Regions from separate parts of the Mustela erminea genome. Here region 1 is linked to region 2. A link is a contact called in public Hi-C data. All regions are on one chromosome and are shown on one strand. Each heading gives the region's core, a stretch centred on a gene start, on an enhancer-like site or on the middle of the called end of the contact. The rest is flanking DNA. Distances are from core to core; before and after follow the strand shown.

Region 1 (4,695 bases), core at 337-2,836, 310 kb before region 2:
AGGGAGAGGGAGAAGCAGACTCCCCACTGAGCAAAAAGCCCCCTTGGGACTCCATTCCAGGACCCTGAGATGCTGGCCTGAGCCAAAGGCAGACGCTTAACCGACTGAGCCATCCAGGTGCCCCACATTATTTCTTTTTATTATTGAAACTATGTGCTTGATTGTTTAGGCTGTAAAATTAAATTTATGTACCATATGTTTATTTTATGGAAACTGAACTTGAATTTCTCTGCCAACCATGTAATATTTAACTCACTAGCTATGAATTCACTGATCTTGTTTAAATGAACTCAACCAGTATTTTTAAATCCTTAAGATTCTTTTGGAGTTGGAATAAAGCAAATGTTTTCCTGTTTGCATCAATTGTGGTACAAGTAATGATTATAACAGACACATTTTTTTAAGTACCACGTAGAATTTCAATTTTTTCCATGCTGTCCACGTCCGGGTTGATGGTCAAAGCATATGGATCTGCCATTGCTGGCAACATAAAAACAGCTGCACTCCGCTGTTGAAGCCTATGACCTCAGACTTTTTATTGCCCGATTCATATCAAACACTGTGTTTCAAGAATAGCATCCTTGAAGGATTATCAGATATTTATCCTTGTTTCAAACCGGGAATTCAGAGTTTCCAATTTATGCAGGCTCATGAGGTAAACACTTTTCTAAAGTCTTCGTATCAGAACAAGATGTGGCTCGCTTGATCAATTGCTTCATTGTGATCTCAAAACCACTATAAAACCCTCTGCTTTGACCAATTTTTTTGCATTGTTCTGGTATCCTATTTTCCCTCTCTTTAGTAGCATACCTATTTAGCAGCTACCTATTTCTTCATTTATTTACTTTTACCTTGTAGTATAGTATGTATTTTCTGTATGCTGCCTCAAATTCTCTGGAATAACTCAAGTATAAATAAGTAAGAATAAATTTCAGACTAGAGAAAGGATCAATGCTTATAGGGTCAAAGGAAGAAAGAAAGAATCTACGACAGTAAACAAGTACTAGGATACCAATAGAACATTTGAAAAGATTTTGAGTCATTGAAGCCAAAAGTATGTGCCCACCAAAACAAGTGCCAAGAAGCTTTGAAAGAAGGAACTGTTCTTCAACAATTTTTTCAATGCAGCAAACACATAGGCTTTGTCCATAGAGCATGTAAGTCTGAGCTTACTTATGTTCCCTAAATAAGTGCCCTTTGTGCGCAAAGCACAAGAAAATACATATATTCCTTGTCCTGTTAAGGTATAAATTTAATTTCTACATTATACAGTTAATTACAATGGTCACCAACAAGGAGTGTATTGCCCAAGAACAGAATTGAATTGGATGTTCTAAACCACAAGCCCACCATCTGCAACCTGCTCTTCTGTGATTTTTCAGTTACTAAATGCATTGGCTGAGTGTTTCTCTGGCTTTTCTGTTCAAAGCCTCTACTGAACTCTAAAAATACCTTTGCCAGTATACATAAATCTGGCAACTTTCTTTCTACTTTCAGAACAGGGCTGGACCCGAAACTGCAAAAGAGCTTGTGAAACACCAGCCAAATTACTTCCTCGAACTCCTGTTCCATATTCTGGGCACTGTGAAGCATAACCTCTTCCATTTGACAACCTTTTTTATAATCCTGTAAAATGCCTTATAAACACTCTCTTGGATGTCAGATGCAAAACCTTATCCTCTTCAAGCTGCAGATAACGATACTGAGATACCACCAAATATGATGTCTTGTCCCAGATCACATACTGAGAAGGTAAGTAGATTCAGAATCCCTTTGCGGTCTCTGCTTTTGTTTTCGCTTCTGCAGAACACCCGGTCTCATTCAAGGAGCAATCCCCGCGGTGAGGCACCGCGCGGTGCCCAACAGGGATAAAGGCCACTGAGACTTTCTGGGAATTCAGGCTTGCAGAAATGTCGTGGAAAAAACTCGGCAGAAGACAGGTTGTGCAGGTGTGCAGGGAAGCCTCAAACTGGTACCACTGGCAATGATTTGCAAAACAGGAAGGTGCAGTAGGGTGTGCCGCGGCTTAGTTCACCCGGCACTCCCCCACCTCCTTCCCTGGCGCCCCACGGCCAGGTTACTTCTGGCCCAGTGCCCTCAGCGTACCTTTTCCGTGTTGAACTGGAAAGGCTGCCCTCGTGCCCACCCTTGTCCCTGTACCCGTCACCCTCCAGATTTACCTGACGCAGCTGGGGGCGGTTTAGCGGAGGCCCGTCGGTTCAAGAATGCCCGCGGGCGTCCGTAATCTCCGCGGGTAGCACAGCCCGGGCCCCGAAAGGACGCGCCCGGCCGGGGGGGCCCGGCGGCCTGGCGGCCGGGAGGGTGTCGTGTCCCGACCAGGCCTCAGGGCGGCACTCTGGTCCCGCGGCCGGCGCGCTCGGGCGGGCCGCTGGGCGCCGACCCACGCTGGCCGGGAACGTTTCACCCGGTGACGCAGCCCCGGGTGGGGGACGTGGTGCGGCGGCGGCGGCGGCGGCGGCGGCGGCGACGGTACGCGCCTCCGCCGCCTGCGAGAGGACGTGCGGTGCGGCGGGAGGCGGCGGCCCGGAGACCTGGAGTGGCCGGCGGGCGCCGGGAAAGCGGGACGCGGGCGCCGGCGAGGAAGTAGGTCCCAGACTCGGCGCTCAACAAAGAGCGGGGCCGCCCCCCTCGGATACCGAGCGGGCCCCCGGCTCCCGGCGGGCGGGGAGACCGGCCGGGCTGTTCGCGGGCGGCCAGGAGGGGGAAGGGCCGCGACCGGGCCGCGACTGCGGGGCGCGGGGGACCCTCCTAGGCCCGCTTGTCCGCGGCCCCCGGCGGGGCGGAAGGGAAGGGGCTGGGCCGCTCGGGGTTGTAGTGGTTGCTTGTCCCTCGTGCAGGCGGAGCTGCGGGCAGAGGCTCCATGTTGGGAAGCGGCGCCGCTCGTCCTCGTTAGCGGGAATCGGGGCGCCGCGGGCTGAGCCGGCGGGGGCCGGGCCCTGAGCGAAGATGGAGGCCCCGCTGCGGCCTGCCGCGGACATCCTGAGGCGGAACCCGCAGCAGGACTACGAGCTCGTCCAGAGGGTCGGCAGCGGCACCTACGGGGACGTCTACAAGGTGAGGCAGGCCGGGCCCGGGGCCGGGCTCCTTTCCTGAGGTCGGCTGGCTCTCGGGAATAGGGCCACTTTCTGGCGGAGTATGAGACGTGGGGAAGATGCCTTTATTGTTGCATCTTGGGGATGTAGCGGCCTGGGTTCCTTTTTTACTGAGCTCAGAGCACCCTGTGTTCATTGCTTGCTCTGATCGCCACCAACACGCAAAACTAACCACACCTTTGCAAACCACGGCGGTACTGAGTGTGTGTGGTATAAAGGCTTTTTATGTCTTTTTTGTGGCATTGAGGGAAGTTCGAATCTGCTTTTAGAGTTGCACATGAGGATGTGCTAGTCTTAGCATGGAAAAATGCTTCATGGAAGACAGTAGATGAGAAGAATATTGACATTAGGCATTTGCATTTAAAGAAAAAATTCTTAAGTGGATGAGCTTGATTTAAAAGTCATTATGAAACCAGGTCTGTCATTAATTGTAAGCAGTGTAATACCAATTAAAATGATGTGTGCACGGACATTATTCTGTGGAGAATTCAGCTTTTCCTGGCAGATGTTTCATCGTTTGTATTTGGTTGATTCCCCCCCCCCCCCCCCGCCCTACTTTAGCAGTTCCACTCTCAGGGATTTAGAACATTCCATGACCAAGAAGGGGTAGGAGCTGTTGTCTTCTTAATTGTGCTCTTTTGCATTATTTGAGATAAATGGGGAAGGGAAGGTACTTTTAATTTGGGATTAAAGAAAAATTATGGAGAAGCAAACTGAATTCTGTAAATCCATTGAGTTCTTGAAGGATTAAAAAGAAAGAAGATTGTTTCAGATTGTTTTATGGTTTTTGTTTTCTATTTTAAAAGAAGCGTTAATACAATTCATGTGGCTATATTAAAGGACATTTCCTTTGATTTTTGCAACAGTTTGTTTATTGGGTTTAATCATGATATATGTTCCATTATTCCAAACAACACTCCTGCATATAGCTGAAATGGCCTCCTTTCATATGGGTAATTTACTGTCCACTCCTCTGGGGTATGTTATTGTATTGCACAGATGGTAAAATGTAAAGAAAACATCCTTTTTTTCCCTCCTTTTCTGCTTTTATTATTCCATTAATAATAATGATGCCGAGTGGTATATGACAGCTCTAGTACTGTGTCATTTTACTGAAGTGGACTGTGATGGATAGACTTTTTATTCGTTAAAAGGGCATTTGAATCTTCTGTGTAGGCACTGTTCTAGGTATGGGGTGGTGAACTATAAGGAAAGTCCCAGTTCTTGCCCTATGAATGCCTTTGAATTCAAAGTGGATAATAATGACAGAATCCTCTTTATGTAGAATTAGAGGTAATTAACTCTTCATTGTTAGGTATGGATTAGCCATTTTGTGGAATGCTCTTGAAAAAGTTGAAATTCCTCTTTTGCCTTCTTAGTCCTATTTTTTAGCCATTTTCATCTTATGATTCACTATGAATTAGATCAGTTCAGTTCATGTTAGTGAAATAGTCTAAATTCCAGTTCTTGTATATTTTATCTTCTCCCTCTATAAGAAAATTTAAAGTGTCTTCCCCACAAAAGTCTCAAGATTTCCACTTTAAAAAAAAAAGTATAATAACTATAGCAATTCTCTGGAGAA
Region 2 (4,849 bases), core at 1,886-4,385:
AAGTTACTACAGTTTATATATATTTGTTTGCTTTTTGTGTTTTAGATTTAAAAAGGTTTTTCAGGAAACAGAATCTCACTATGAATCTTATTTAAATTGTATGTTTTCATGTAGCTATAATATCTGCCATATGCCAGGCAATACGACTGTGCTAGTGCTAGGGATACAAAAATAAATACACACTGCCCTCAAAAAGCTTACAGTTCAGTGGAGAGTATAGGTAAACCAACAGTTAACTACAGTACAGTCTGACATTTGCTATAGCAGAGGTGATAACAGATTGAAATAAAATCTTATGATTTGCACTGTGAATTGTGGTTAAACTAATCTTTTTTACCCTCAGAGTCTTTCTTCAGTTCATGTGGTAGTTTACACAAGCTAAGTGAAGAGCCACTGATTCCTCCACCTCTTCCTCCTCGAAAAAAGTTTGATCATGATGCTTCAAATTCCAAGGTAGTCAACAGACTTAGGTTTGCCTTAACTTATTCAACTTATTCCAAGTTGTGAATCTTTAAAATAATTCTTATTCTTATAATAGTCTGTCAATTATAATTTGGCTACCCTTTATGATTTTTAAACACTTTTTTTTTTCTTGAAAAATACTTCAACTGCTCATTTCTCGTTAATATTTTTTTCTAAAAAGAGGCTGGGCAGATTCACAGATACTCATAAGTTTCCTTTCTGGTAGAAAGGGGAAAAACTTTAGTATTCAAAGCATTCTTCAAACTTTAAACCAGTACTTTGCAAACTTTAGGCTGCATCAGAATTCCCTGGGAGGCTTGTTAAAACCAGATTGTAGAGTTCCCATTCAGTAGGTCTAGGGTGGGACCCAGGAATCTGCATTTTTTAAGCAAGTTCCCTACTAGTACTGATGCTGCTGTTCCCTGGATCACACTTTGAGAACCACCACAGTAAGCCTCACTGGGGAAAGTTGAAGTAGATGGCCAGAAAGCAGAAGCTGGACATTGAGTTCCCTTGACATCATGTCCTTTAATGTGTACAAAGCTATGTATTCCTTTCACTCACTTGCCTATTATAGTTAAAGTGTGTAAATTTTTGAAAGGAGTATAAAGCAAGATAACCTGAGGCTTTATGTTCTAAGATTTCAATTAAAATATCTTATATATAAAAATATTAAACTAGGCACCAAATTAAATGGGGAGTATTTTACTCATGAATCTGATCATTAAATCAGATTAACCTATTTTGAGCTCTTGGATATAACTAAACAAGAATTTTTCAGTATTTTAAAGCTTAACAGATTTTTCAGGAGAATGGAGGTGTGAGTTAATTTTTTTTTTTTTTTTTTGAGGGAAATACGAAATCTGATGATGACCCCCCTGCTATTCCACCAAGACAGCCTCCTCCTCCAAAGGTAAAACCCAGAGTTCCTGCTCCTACTGGTACATTTGATGGACCTCTGCATAGTCCACCTCCACCACCGCCAAGAGATCCTCTTCCTGATACCCCTCCACCAGTTCCCCTTCGGCCTCCAGAACACTTCATAAACTGTCCGTTTAATCTTCAGCCACCTCCACTAGGACATCTTCACAGAGATCCAGACTGGTTCAGAGACGTTAGTACCTGTCCAAATTCGCCAAATACTCCTCCCAGCACACCCTCTCCGAGAGTACCACGTCGATGCTACATGCTCAGTTCTAGTCACAACAACCTTGCTCATCCTCAAGCTCCTCCTGTTCCACCAAGGCAGAATTCAAGCCCTCACCTACCAAAACTGCCACCAAAGACTTATAAACGGGAGCTTTCGCACCCTCCGTCATACAGACTGCCTTTGCTAGAAAATGCGGAAACTCCTCAATGACCTTAGCCATATGTAGTCATTGACACTGGAATGGTATTTGTAAAGGGTTTTTTTTAATTTATTCAAAAAGGTCATAGTATTTTAGTACTTTTTACAAATAATGCTCTTACAAAAATGCTACTGATCAAATAAGCTTTTAAATATTGGAAAAATAAAAATACAAAAGTCCTTTATCATTATCCTCAGGTGATCAGTAGCATTGCCTTGTCTTGGATCCTCAGTGCTGCCAAAAGGCCAGTATAAAGAATTTATATTTGCACTGTAGACTCTGCTAAAATACGGTTTAAAGTGACATTGATTGCACTGAAAGGGGATAGTGCATTTGTGGAATTTTTCAAATTTGGGTAATAGATGCCTTTTTAAGGCAATGAATTTACACAAATATAGGGGGTGTATGGTATTACTGATTTTTAAAACTCTTTGACCATCTTCAAGTTTTTACATTTAGGAGAATTGTGAAAAACACCCACTGTTCTTAAACTCTTTAATGCCATGTCTTAAATGCCAGAATTTGCTGCTGAAGACAAAAAACGGAAAATAGAATGAAAATAATAGAATGCACTGTAAATGTTTATTATTTTGTCAAAATGCATACAGACTACCTAACCAATCATAGAGGGAAAAAGGGCATGTATCTCATTCAGATGTGCCTTTTGTTTTTGCAGACTATGATGTCTTTAGCTCTAATGAGTTGCCTATTGTTTTGGAAAACAAAATTAATATGCCATGTATGTACAGTTTTGTTTATAATGTATATTTAAAAATAATGCTAATAGCCTATGTAAATTTAAGTGACTCCAGGCCTGTACTACAATCTGCTACTTTACTAATTCAGAAATTCAGAGGAAACTTTCTTATGGCCTAGGAACCAACTGCCTTGCCCTCAAAACCTAGCAACTTTCTCTATAAATCTCATGTAAACTAAAATTAAAAAAAAAATTTTTTTTTTTAGATTGGTAACATTTAAATCAGCAAACAAACATACTTAAAGCTTTATTAAACTTTTTATTCAGAGAAGTGAGTAAAAGTTTTATTTGCCATTTGGACTCCTGGGTTCAAAGTGATGAAAAAGCGTGTTTTGCTGATAGTGCTGTAGCAGCAGTTGTAAAGTAGCCAGAAGCCACCTTGTTTATTTACTGGTCTGTGGCCTTTTACTGTGCTTTGTATCAGAGTTCTTAACAAGATTAATAAATCACCCCAGTCTTAATTTTTAAAAGACTTTTAAATACGTGTTTTCATTATAAGGAACAAGTGGAGATATTCTTGAGTTCTGTGTAAATACATACAACCACATTATTTTCAATATTTGTGCAATTTATATAATCCCAAGGAATTTAAGTGATATAAATTTTATTAGGATAACTTTGTCTTAACTGTTAAAATGCAATCAGCAAGCTTCCAGCAACCATTTCTATGCATTCAGATGAAGAATTAGGAGCATGGTAGGAAACCCTTGATAAAAGAGGATTGTAGCCTCCCTGGTAGGACCTTGGAAGCTGCCTGGATTTAAGGCCAGTAACTACCGAGTAAAATTGGTCTCCAGGTAAAAACAGTCTTGAGTTTGCCTTTGTTTTTTAAAGAGGTGACAATATTAGCTTTGTTTGGAAGAGTGAAGTAAACTGCCCGATTGTAAAGCCAGGCTAAATTTAGAGGAGTGAGCCTGACCAACACCAAGAAGCGTGTGGCCTGGTGCTCCACCACGCCCAGGTAATGCTGCCTTCTCGGCCCTGTACTTTTGCGCATGCGCAATGGTGTCAACTTCGCCACTAGGAGGCGCCGGGCCCTCTTCAGGCCGGTCTTGGGGCGGTGCATGTGGCTGTGACGTCACTGCACGCGCCACATCTTGTTGCCCGGCAGCGATGGCGGCTTCTTTGGAGTCCGCGGAGGACCCACTGCGGAACTTTGTTCGAGTTTTGGAAAAGCGAGATGGCACGGTGTTACGACTGCAGCAGTATGGCTCCGGCGGCGTGGGCTGCGTTGTTTGGGACGCTGCCATTGTCCTTTCTAAGTACCTAGAAACCCCCGGGTTTTCCGGGGATGGGGCCCACGCTCTGAGCCGGCGGTCCGTGCTGGAGCTGGGCTCCGGCACTGGGGCCGTAGGGCTCATGGCTGCTACCCTCGGGTAAGAGCTGGTACAGGGGGGGCTGCTTTGTTCGGGAAATCCGGATTGCTGGTTTACCACGCTTGTGCCTACACTTCACGTTATTTTATAGGGCTGATGTTGTGGTCACAGATCTTGAGGAATTGCAGGACTTGCTGAAGATGAATATTAATATGAACAAGCATCTTGTCACTGGTTCTGTTCAAGCCAAGGTACTGAAATGGTTTGTATGGCCTTTCAGCTTGTTTTAAGATAACGATTCTATTTTGCTTTAAATTGCATTTCACTACAACCATAGTTAATACGAAGGGGACTTTCCAGAACTTGTTTATAAAACAGTGTTTTAAATTATTAAAGCAACAGTTAAATATTTTGGTTGATATTTTTAAGGGGGGAAGAAATAGAAGACTTTCCTTCTCCTCCAGACTATATACTGATGGCCGACTGCATATACTATGAAGAGGTGAGTATTCAGTGAGTGAAGTGTCTATCTTTAGAGTTTATACCATAATTTGTGGATTCCAGAGTGCACGCTTCTTCACATTTTAACATCTCTGAATGCAAGATATTTGTCCTGTAGTTGATGACACAATAAAGAACATAAAGGTTACCAGAACTATATACATATACTGGTGATAAACATATAGACCTATAAAATATGTTGACAGAAGTGTTATGTGCATTTTACTAGAGACTTATGTACTATTTTAAAGATTTTGCCATTTGGATCTGTTATGAAAAGCTTAAGTTTTTTGGTAAGCTCTTCCTAGTGAACATGTTAACCATGACATTGAGAATTAAGTTGCATTGTAAAGAATATATTGTTCTGTGGAAAGATTGATTCAGAATGGTACTTTTTTAAAAAAAATTTTATTTATTTATTTGACATACAGATCACAAGTAGGCAGAGAGGCAGGCTGAGACAG

The links. Hi-C and Micro-C count contacts between places; a contact is called where the count stands out from the background.
Region 1: a contact with region 2 is called in a Hi-C map of fibroblasts, with 4 times the contacts expected there. The contact joins the promoter of MAP4K5 here to the promoter of VCPKMT in region 2. A contact is called at or near these places in 2 of 3 Hi-C or Micro-C datasets (fibroblasts and spleen).

Annotation. Positions count from the first base shown.
Region 1 is chr5:99,388,893-99,393,587 of mMusErm1.Pri, reverse strand. It overlaps MAP4K5 (mitogen-activated protein kinase kinase kinase kinase 5), which reads left to right and starts at 1,586. Exons shown (of 33, transcript XM_032344182.1): 1 at 1,586-1,752; 2 at 2,859-3,075. The coding sequence starts at 2,968.
Region 2 is chr5:99,078,597-99,083,445 of mMusErm1.Pri, reverse strand. It overlaps VCPKMT (protein-lysine methyltransferase METTL21D), which reads left to right and starts at 3,135. Exons shown (of 8, transcript XR_004285976.1): 1 at 3,135-3,944; 2 at 4,036-4,146; 3 at 4,314-4,386. SOS2 (son of sevenless homolog 2) reads left to right here. Exons shown (of 22, transcript XM_032344177.1): 21 at 344-453; 22 at 1,313-3,038. The coding sequence ends at 1,822.